2 separate regions of the Mus musculus genome follow, and region 1 is linked to region 2. The links are chromatin contacts, called in public HiChIP or PLAC-seq maps. All regions are on one chromosome and are shown on one strand. The core of a region is the stretch at or near the end of the contact, and the rest is flanking DNA. Distances in the headings are between cores, read along the strand shown.

Region 1 (5,144 bases), core at 304-2,803, 42 kb after region 2:
CTGTGTATGTCATGGATGTTAGCCTGGTGTTTTTGTGGGACTCCTACAGTGGAAGTGGGGGTGTCCCTGACTCTTTTTCCTGCTCTCGGGACCTTTTTCCTCCTATTGGGTTGCTTTGTCTGGCCTTTATATGGGGTTTGGTGCCTAGTCTTTATGCATATTCCTAGGAGGTCTACTCTTCTCCAAAGGGCAACAGGAGTGATCTGGGGGAGAGAGGAGTGAAGGAGAAGGAAACATTGGTTGTGATGTGCTGTATGAGAGTAAAATAACTAAAATGACAACTGTCCCTGGTAGTCTAGGAGGCTTAACTAATGAGCAGAGTGCAAAACCACAACTGGGGTTTGAAGGACAGAGTAGTCTATACTACTACTGGTTTATTCAGAGAACATTCAGGTGTATGGTGTACAGCATCATTTTATATAGATGAAAGAATCATGAGCCATAAGTAACTCAAAAATCTGTTACTTAGATCCACTGTCATGTTCTCTAATGCATCCAAAGATGCATAGTTCCACAAAAATATAAAATTATAAGGCTTCATCTCATATCTTTTCTGTATTATCAGTCTGAAGACAATGTGACAAAAAAAGATTCATTCATTTTTAAAACACACAATATATCTAGAACCATAACAGAAAAGTGAATATGGGGCTGTACAAAAGAAATAATCAGTAGTCTCACATGTATTGGCATCTTACAATGCAGAGGAGTGGGGACCAGCCCTGCGCCCCTGGATGAACAAGCACATGGAACAAATCCAATTTTTAAAAAATTTCTTCTTTTTTTCTTCTGTATTTGACAAAGTGTTTTGAAAAACATTTTCCACCTACATTTTTACAAATAAGTGGGGCTGTTGAAGGACAGGTAGTACCTTTCAGGTGCTCTTGCCTAGCATGTGCAAGGCCCTGGGTTTGGTCCTTGGCACTGCAAATATTCGCTTACACAGACACTCAGAATATCTCAAAGTGCTTTAGCTTTATTTACCTCTACTTTTTTGCCTCCATGGAATTTTCTGGTTGATTTGACAACGTGAAATGGGATCCAGAAGTGAGATTTCCTGTTCTGCCCTCAATTTCCAGGTGGGCCATTAGGGTTGTGGTGCCAGATCAGAAGTTAGAGGTCTGCAGCCTAGTGCTGTCTTTGGCCTGGAATGAGCAGTAAATGGTTGGAAAAAAAACCTTTCCCAGCAAACAAACACATGCAAACATGATCTGAATGCATGCCTTCTGTGCTGACCAGTGCCATGGGGAAGACATTCCCCCACCCCCAGGACTGACCTATGAATTGGTGAGGTATTCCTACATGTACTCACCAGCACCCTGACAGGTGCCAGCAACCAGAGGATTGGCAGGGCCCAGCCTCATCCTTGTCAGATCAGTAGATGCAACTTCTAAGAGGCAATGGCTCCAAGGGTCAGCCTTTGAAATGATAGCCAACTGCAGCTAATAATAAACCAGCACTTTAGGCCAAGGGAGATGAGTGGTTATTGGCTGATGAGCCACCCTCCTTCTCAACGACACGTTATAAAATCCTTGTTTCTCCTCAGGAAATTCCTACAAATTTAGAGTGGAGCCCCATCGGCACCATGGCGGTTCTTGGCATCACCGTTGCCTTGCTTGTCTGGATCGCCACCCTCCTCCTCGTATCCATCTGGAAACAGATCTATAGAAGTTGGAACCTGCCCCCAGGACCTTTCCCAATTCCTTTCTTTGGAAACATTTTTCAGCTGGATTTGAAGGATATTCCCAAGTCTTTAACCAAGGTAAGGGAAACATTGCTGTATTAAGAAAACGAGTTAGAGATTAGATATAATGTGTATATATTAAACTCAGTGCCAGCTGTTATCCAATGACAGATTACCAAGATACTGAATTAACAGTTCAGCCCATCTTGGGCATGGAACACTCACCGTGAGTAGTGCCATACAGGCTCAGAGGCCCTGTACATTTGAAGTGATTATGAGATACTGATGTTGTTGTTAACTTCCTGTGCCAACTGATACAACAGGTGTATCCTGGCTGGTATCAACCTGTGTCCAAGAACAGACTGAAAAGGAAAATGCTGAGCCAGCTGTGACTCCCCAGAATAACAGCATCTGCCTTTTGCTAATGCTGTGAACATTGCATGGACTAACCAGCCCTCAAAATGCTACCTGGCATGGAATTGATGCTTGGTGTCTGTTAAGGATTGTCTTTGCATGTGGCAGGCTAGCTACAGGCTTCAAGAGCATTGGCTCCAAGTTAGCTTGTACTGCTAGGTAAGGTAGAGCCTTAACTTTAGAGGCAAACAAGAATGTGGTGAGTGTTGGCATTGATTGTGCCTGTTTAGGCACAGAGAAGAGAATTGTGTCTAGATAGAAGGAAGGTCCTCCACAAACCCAGAAGCTTGAGGTGGAAAGAGTATCCCCATATCAGACTAGACACAATGCCCTTTCCCCAAGTCCCTCTAACTCTCTGTGAAGAACAGGAACAATAAGAGGAGATGTGGTCTGTCTAAAGCAGGCTAAGTCCTGTTCTGTGCATTGGTCCCTGTAGTTGGCAAAGCGCTTCGGGCCAGTGTTCACACTGCACCTGGGTCAGAGGCGCATCGTGGTCCTGCATGGCTACAAGGCTGTCAAGGAGGTGCTACTGAACCACAAGAATGAGTTCTCTGGCCGAGGGGACATTCCTGTGTTCCAGGAGTACAAGAACAAGGGTAAGTTGGCTTCTTGAGCTGTAGGAGGGGGCAAATTAACAGAGTACTTCGAGTACCATTTGATCCTACAAATCTTAGTGGCAGCAACAGAATAAAGAACAAGGCAAAGGCTCAGATGATGTCTTGTACCTGCATGGAAGCTGCTTTTCGGCTTGTACTGAGCAGGCATTGTGAACCCGTGACACCTCCAGACCTCCACCCTCACCATAGCCCTGATTGACTTAAAGAGTGTCAAGGACCACCTCAGCCAGGTATGGGGGGCTCTGGAATGAGGGTCCTTGAAGCTAGGTGGGTAAGGATTCGGCAGTGACAAACAGAAACAAACACAGAGGCAGTTTGAATCTGACTGTATTTTGTAGCTCTCAAGCAGGGGATTTTATACATTAAAAACCAAACATTATATCTCTTAGAAACTGTATCCAGTAAAACAATCACAAATACCAACAAAAATCATTTGGCACAGTAAAGCACAAAGATCATTCAAGCATTACAACTCTGAAACTATGTATTCAGTGAATCACAAACAGAACAGGTAACATCATTATAAATCATCAAAATATAACAATCCTAAAAGGGTGTATTCAGTAGGGGCTGTCATTCAAGGTTAGTGGCATATTTCCAAGAGCAGGTTAATAAATCTTTAGTGGTCAGTGCTCTTAACCCCTGAACTAACTTTCCAGCCCCATGGTCAACTATTATTTAACATCTAGTGCCTGATTTTTTTTATAAATCTTCAAAGTGTAAATTTAAACTATTTTAATTCTTTCTAATTATGGCTTTCTTTACCATATACTAAAACCCACCTCTGATGACACACGTGTAGCCATATGAAATTTTATTGTTGGGAAAACTTGTATCTATCAAAATAGTTTTGTAAATGATTTTAAAAGTAAAGCATTGGTTTCCCCAGGGATAAGGTCATGACCCCTTCTCTAGGGATGGTTTCTTACCCATTATTCTTGCTTAAGATCTTGGCCTAGGCTACCAGGAACATGTAGATAAGAAAAGGAATAAGAGAAAACAAAACAGATAGATTACCATGAGAAGTACAGCTCAATATTTTCCCCCCTCGGGCAAAGAGTTCCACAACCAGTTCCAGGAGGCCTCCCCCTTTTGAGGTCAGTCGCCTCAGTCTGTGGAACTTGTCACACAGATCCTACTGGAGATGGTGTGGCAATAGAGAATGGCAGATGGATTGTTTCTGAACCCAGGAAGTCTTCCCCAAAGGATTGCTCCTCGGGCTCTTGTGCTTGTCCACGCTTCTTGGGACTCTTTCCACTCAGCCTCATCTGTCTCTGAGCTGTAGCGGGTTGCATGCACACAAGTCCTTTCACTCGCTTACCCCTGCCTGGCACTCTGTTTGTAGGGATGGGCCAGGCCTTAGGTGTTTGCTTTCCTCTATTGTAGCTGGTGAGAGAGAGAGAGAGAGAGAGAGAGAGAGAGAGAGAGAGAGAGAGAGAGACTAGTTTTTCTGTGTTTTCACAGCTCCACCTTCTGCTGAGTGTGGGCACCCAGAGCCAGAGCTACTCCCAGCTCACTGGTGCCACCTGCCTCCCCAGCCTCCATCTTAACCGTACTTTCTTACTTCCTCTTTTTCACTCCAAGTATCCCAAAGCCGATGAGAGATAAGGTGCCCTGATTCCACCGAGTCAGCACTGGCGATGGGTTTCTATGAAGCTTTTTCCTTTTGTGTGAGACTTTAGGTCAAAGCATGGCCAGCTTTATGTCTTCCCCTCGGTACCTAGCTTGGTTTCCCAGACTGTTTCCAGAACGATTTTACCTCAGGCATTTGATGTCCCCTAATCAGTACTGTGGGTTTCTGTTCTATCTCAGGAGGAAAAAAACAGAAGTGACTATCTCAGTCCTTGTCCTCTGATTGAAGAGGGACCAAGCAAGGTGACAAGGACCTGTGGGAAGGGCACAAACCTCTAGCACAGCTCAGGATATAGGCCGGTGCAATTAGGGTCTGTCTTTCCACAGGCTACATTCAAGAGGCATTTGCTGCCCCTGCCTGGGGGCTCCAAAGTCCTACTGTCATGCATCCCACACAACAGCGGGCTCTATAACTCAGGTGGGCCTTGGGTAAGGATGACTTTGAGTCTCCGGTGTTCTTCCTGTGAATGGTTGTTCTCATAACATTAAGCACGGGTGTGTGGCAATGTACCAAGATAAGTGCACGCATCTTTGAGTAAATGCTGAGAAAGTGTGGTCCTGACCTGGATAGTCAGCCTAGTGAAAGGCCCCCTTGCCGCAGAGGTTGGCTGCCAGCTCTGCCACTCTCAGCCACTGGGTCACTCCTTTAATATTAAGGATAAAACTGACCCGCGACACTTAGCCCATGTCACATACATCCCTTCCCCTTCTCAGGCTGGCCATCTCTTGTTCTAGAAAGTTCTTTAGACCATAGAATGCATATGTTCCCTGAGAACTCCCACACGTGTTGCTGCGTG
Region 2 (5,667 bases), core at 727-3,226:
CAGCTCTCGCACCATCAGCATCTTTTCCTAGGACAAATTTTATAGCTGGATCTCTCCAGCTTGGAATAGGGGACAGGAAAGGTGCCCTATAGAAATGGTGGCTGTATTTAACTAATCTAACGTTCATTTATGAGCTTGAGAGAATTCAGGTCATGAGTCCTGTTCTGGAAATTATTTTTTAAATTAAAAGTAATGATAAGAAAAAGAAGTGTTATGGGAGCAGAGGTGGAAGCTTACAGAGTACAAGGTAGAGTAGGGAAAAGTGCAGAAGTGGTGAGTTTTACTGCATTAGCTAGAACAACTCCAGTGACTAACTCATCACACGTGTGCTACATCATGAGGGATTGGGATTGCAGAGAGTAAAAGAGGGGTGAACGATGGAGAGCATTTTCAGATAAATAGCACCACAAAGGATTGTCACACGAAGGATTGGTAGGGGTAGAATGGTGTGTGTGTGTGTGTGTGTGTGTGTGTGTGTGTGTGTGTGTGTGTGTGTGTGTTCATGGAGAAAAGGCCAGTGGATGATCTCAGGTCATCGCACAGGTATTTCCTGGAAAGACTATTATTATTGGTAAAGGTAAACAATAAGATTATCAGAAAAGTTGAGCCATGCTCTGAAGAACAATCACCATCCCCCCCCTCACACACTGATGACAGGAATGAGCTGCCTGCTAACAGTGCATATAAAACCCACAGAAAAGGCTCTGGGAAGTGGTGATGCCATGAGCCATAGGCTTGTTGAGTCAAGAATGGTTACCAGGCACAAAGGCAGAAAAGCCATAGAGTACTTTGGGGTTCACGGGCCTGTGACAGAGAGGAGGGCTCCCTGAGATAACATATTTGAGATACATCATGGTAATGATAGAATCAACCAGGAAGACTGATGGATCACAGAAAGTAAGGCTTATAAAAGACCCGAGTTTATGAAGAGAGATGTGGGCAAGAATAGACCATACAGAAGTATCAGAGTTTATGAAGAGAGATGTGAGCAACCAGAGAGCACACAGAAGTACCAGAGTGTGGGTTCCCAAACCAGATGAGCACTGCCCATACCCTGGAGAGCTCTCAGAAAACATGGTGGGAGTAGGGCTGATCTCTACCCAAATCAGGCTTGTGCCTGCTCAACTCCATAAAGACAAAGACCAAGTAATGATAAAGCCAGTTCAATCTTTGTTTCCCCTGCCAGAGAACTGGCTTCTCAGAAATCATGTAACCAGCAGTCTGCTAATATAGCTGTTATGCTTGGAAGGTCCCTGCCCCTGCTGAAATACTTCCTCCCTTTTCCTTTCTCCTCTCTCTCCTGAGTCTAGCTCTATCATATAGCCTCTCTATTTCAATAAAGGAGCTGTTCTCTGACAGTCTCCTTGTTATCTATACCCACCATACTCTCCGCTGCCTTAGACCCTGATCCAATATGTGACAGTCATTTGGGGGTGGGGGGCACACATCGGAGAAAGGATAGTGAGTGAGATCCCAGGAGACAAGGTTATACAGAGTCTACAAGAGACATCTCAGCATGTCTTTCCAAGAGGTGCCGGTGGTTATGAGAATGTTTGCTCTGAGGGTGAAGGGTACAAATTCATCTTCACAACATCACCAGAGTACAACTTGGGAGGAGCAGATCACAGAGTAGACAGGCTCTGAATAAATAATGCTCTACTACACGATGGCGAGAACCTAAATCTAAACAATGAAAGTTTCAAAGGTAGAAACTGAAAAAAATAAATAAATGAAGGAAATTGGGTTTAGAAAATAAATAGAAGGGGTGGGTGATGGATAGACAAGCTGCCAAGAGAGAAACACGCTCACTCCACCCCCTTATGTCAACAGACTAAGTTTTAAGGTGGTAAAGTATGAAAAACGGACATTGAAGTTTTGGACTATGACCTTGTCTCCGAGGCTTGTAGACACAGGAATAGATCCAGAGCTGTTCAGTGCTAATGTCGAGTGCCAACCAGACAATAGTGACTGGGCTCATGTTGCAACGGTTCTCAGAACAGCTGAGTTGGTGAATGCTCCTGCTTGGCTGTATCCTGTCTTTCTACGCCATAGCATTCCCAGACAATGCAGCAAACATCATTCTGGAGTCCAGCACTGGGCTCCACAGAACCATGTACTTTTTTCCTGTGCAACCTGGCCACCATGGATATTGTCTGTACCTCATCGGTGCTTCCCAAGGCCCTAGTTAGCCTAGTGTCTGAGGAAAACACCATCTCCTTCAAGGAGTGCATGGCCCAGCTCTTCTTCCTTGTCCAGTCTGCATCCTCTGAGCTGCTGCTGCTCATGGTCAATGCTATGACTACGATGTGGCCATCTGCTGTCCCTGCACTGTAATTTTAGGATAAGCCCACAGCTGTGGGAACTAAGCCATGGGTATGTGGTCCATATGAGCACTAAATGCATCTGTGCACACTGGTCTGATAATGTGGCTGCAAACAGCGTCATGATTCTCATGGCCAAAGACTTCTATGGAGGTATCAACTTCTTGCTGACCCTACAGTCCTGTGGCTGCAACTCAACCTCACACTACCCAGTAGCCTGTGCAGTGCTTATCCATGCTCTGTGCTTGTGTCAGCACCCCTTTAAACGACATCCTGGAAAGTAGCAGTGTCTTCAGTGCTGTACACAGTCCTGAGCCCTACCTTGAACCTGCCCATCTATACACTGGGAAATAAGACCCTACAAGCCATGGGAGACGTGTGCAACTTTTTAAGCTGCAGATGGAAATGCACAAGCTGCCCTTCAGGCTTATGCTCCTCTCACACTTGCCTTACTGAGAGTAGCTCCATGGAGTACAGAGGCAGCTGTCATAATAAAGAAAAGAGCCTTCAGTCATAGGTGATGGCACTGTATTGTCGGCCCTGCTGTGTTATTTTGGTTGGGCCTCAGGGGTCTGTGGGTCATCAATAAATGTCTCATTTTCAGAACCACCACCTCAGGCTCCTGACGTGCTCTTCTCCCATCTAGGTTAATATTCCAGGGCAACACCGCCACAGAGCTTGGCTTCTCTCAGCCTTTGCTTAGTTACCACTACTCCTTTTTATTGTCCCAATGGTCAATATCACTCTTTCCCAATTACTCACGCTGTTAGTGGATGAGCTAACTTTTCTCGTTGCTTTGATAAACTAACAGGAGCAACATAACAAAGGTTTGGGGTTTGGCTCACCATGGCAGAAAACACGTGATGGCAGAAGTGCCACATAGACACATGGCATCCACATTAGAGAGCAATGAGTGTTCATACTCAGTTCACTTTCTTCTCTTATACAGTCTGGGTCTCTAGACCATGGAATAGTGATGCCCCATAGTTAGGGCAGGTCTTCCCACCTTAACTACTGTAATCTAGATAATCTTTCACTGACTACCAAGAATCTTGTCTCTGGTGATTCTGGTTCCTGTTAAGTGAATCATCAATATTAGCCATCACAAGTGGGGGTAATTAATAACCTATTCTTGGCATCTTCTCCCTCCCTCAATACATTGTCATGTTCTGTTCTTCAAAATCTTCTATATACCATGCCCCCAACCTTTCCTCATCAAACAAAAATGACCTGTTTTTGCCTCCTGAACTTAGGCTCCTTGGTTACTCCTCATTCTATCTGAAATTTTTCAGGTAGTACCTAATTCTACTCTAATTTCTTAGCATATATAACTAATCCTATCTCCAATCTACATATCTGCATAGTGACATATCTCTCTGAACATACTTTAATTCCTGTAATGTAGTGTGATTTGTTTTTATGTTCCTGGCCCTTTAAAGGATCCCCAGTGGCTAGTCAACTGGCTCTTTGGGAATGCTTCACTGTTAGAACTGTTTGGCCCTATAACCTTTAGAGTCATGCCTCTTGGACTTCTGAGAACAGTAAAGGACATGAAAAGCCAGCAGAGGCTGAGGGAGAAGAGAGTAGAGTCCAGGTGGCAGGAGAGTATGGTCAGAAAGTAGAGTTAGAGAAGAGAGGTGGTGCAGGAAGAAAGAAGACTGAAGAAGAGAAGAGACTGAGCAGACTGAAAATGAGTGATGTTGAGCCAGGAGAAGTTGAGTTGAGCCAGAAAAAAATGTTGTTAGGATGGAGGAGTCCAGCTCCAGGTGAGGGTCAGGGCCTGATACAGGTGGATAGAAGAGTAGTGAGGAAGGAATCAGACATGGGACACTTTTTAGTTTCATTTCATGAGAGAAAGGGCAGAAAGGAAGCACATCTCAGTATGGCTTTACCTACTCTGCCAATCTATGTCCCTCACAGGCTTAACTTACAAAACCATCTACTCAAAAACTTTAATCATTGATTACATAATTTCTCAGGGTACAATCTTCCTTGATTACATAAGCACATAAAAGAAACAAAGTGAGCAAACAGCAAATTTTATGAAAATTAAAAATTGACATTATGATAAAAATCAGTTTTAACTCAATGTCTTTTTCCTTAAGATCTGTTTAGTTAAAGCCTTGCAGTTACAGAAATGTTCAGCAGATTTATGAAATTCCTAGCCAAATGGATGGACCTGGAGGGCATCATCCTGAGTGAGGTAACACATTCACAAAGGAACTCACACAATATGTACTCACTGATAAGTGGATATTAGCCCCAAACCTAGGATACCCAAGATATAAGATACAATTTGCTAAACACATGAAACTCAAGAAGAATGAAGACTGAAGTGTGGACACTATGCCCCTCCTTAGAAGTGGGAACAAAACACCCATGGAAGGAGTTACAGAGACAAAGTTTGGAGCTGAGATGAAAGGATGGACCATGTAGAGACTGCCATATCCAGGGATCCACCCCATAATCAGCATCCAAACGCTGACACCATTGCATACACTAGCAAGATTTTATTGAAAGGACCCAGATGTAGCTGTCTCTTGTGAGACTATGCAGGGGCCTAGCAAACACAGAAGTGGATGCTCACAGTCAGCTAATGGATGGATCACAGGGCTCCCAGTGGAGGAGCTAGAGAAAGTAGCCAAGGAGCTAAAGGGATCTGCAACCCTATAGGTGGAACAACATTATGAACTAACCAGTACCCCGGAGCTCTTGACTCTAGCTGCATATGTATCAAAAGATGGCCTAGTCGGCCATCACTGGAAAGAGAGGCCCATTGGACTTGCAAACTTTATATGCCCCAGTACAGGGGAACACCAGGGCCAAAAAGGGTGAGTGGGTGGGTAGGGTAGTGGGGGTGGGTGGGTATGGGGGACTTTTGGTATAGCATTGGAAATGTAAATGAGCTAAATACCTAATAAAAATGGAAAAAAAAAGAAAAGAAATGTTCAGCAGGATGATTCTATTTAAGTTTGACTAGTTAACAAGTCAGAAGTTGTTTCCTACTACCTATTATATCAAGCCTAGCCTGTATTGTTTTATTACCCTGAATATTTAATCTTTCTGCAGAATTTCAACCCCTCAGTCCTTTGTTTAATTCTCCCCTTTTCTCCTCCAATTTTCTTTTGTAATTAACATAAGATCACCATCCTTCCCTTTGACTTGAATTGTGTAACCCTTTTGGCAGTACACAAGCATTGCTTTAAAAGGAGCAATCTTTATTATTCTACACTATCAAAAAATGTCCTGATCTGACAAGCCTACTCAGGAAGCCAGGCAGTTTGCTGAGTCAAAATGTTTCTCTGTATCTTTGCCATAGCCCTTTATTTCAATATGATCTCTACCT

The links. HiChIP or PLAC-seq counts read pairs in DNA pulled down with a chosen protein or histone mark.
Region 1: an H3K27ac HiChIP or PLAC-seq map of hepatocytes shows a contact between it and region 2, with 2.6 times the contacts expected there. The contact joins the promoter of Cyp2e1 here to the enhancer-like site in region 2. A contact is called at or near these places in 2 of 39 promoter capture datasets (both in liver), 8 of 484 Hi-C or Micro-C datasets (liver and nephron progenitors), 3 of 115 datasets of contacts at active chromatin or transcription factors (hepatocytes and liver) and 2 of 9 other capture datasets (adipose tissue and pancreatic islet).

What each region holds. Positions count from the first base shown.
Region 1 is chr7:140,762,266-140,767,409 of GRCm38.p6, forward strand. Cyp2e1 (cytochrome P450, family 2, subfamily e, polypeptide 1) reads left to right here and starts at 1,554. Exons shown (of 9, transcript NM_021282.3): 1 at 1,554-1,762; 2 at 2,535-2,694. The coding sequence starts at 1,586.
Region 2 is chr7:140,719,400-140,725,066 of GRCm38.p6, forward strand. It overlaps the pseudogene Olfr542-ps1. Among named protein-coding and RNA genes, the nearest start is that of Olfr541, 18 kb to the left of the region's middle. Within about 2 kb of position 1,977, at least 5 of the 459 cell types and tissues checked have an H3K27ac peak or open chromatin away from gene starts, as enhancers often do. A contact at or near this core is called in adipose tissue, hepatocytes and liver, where this site is marked.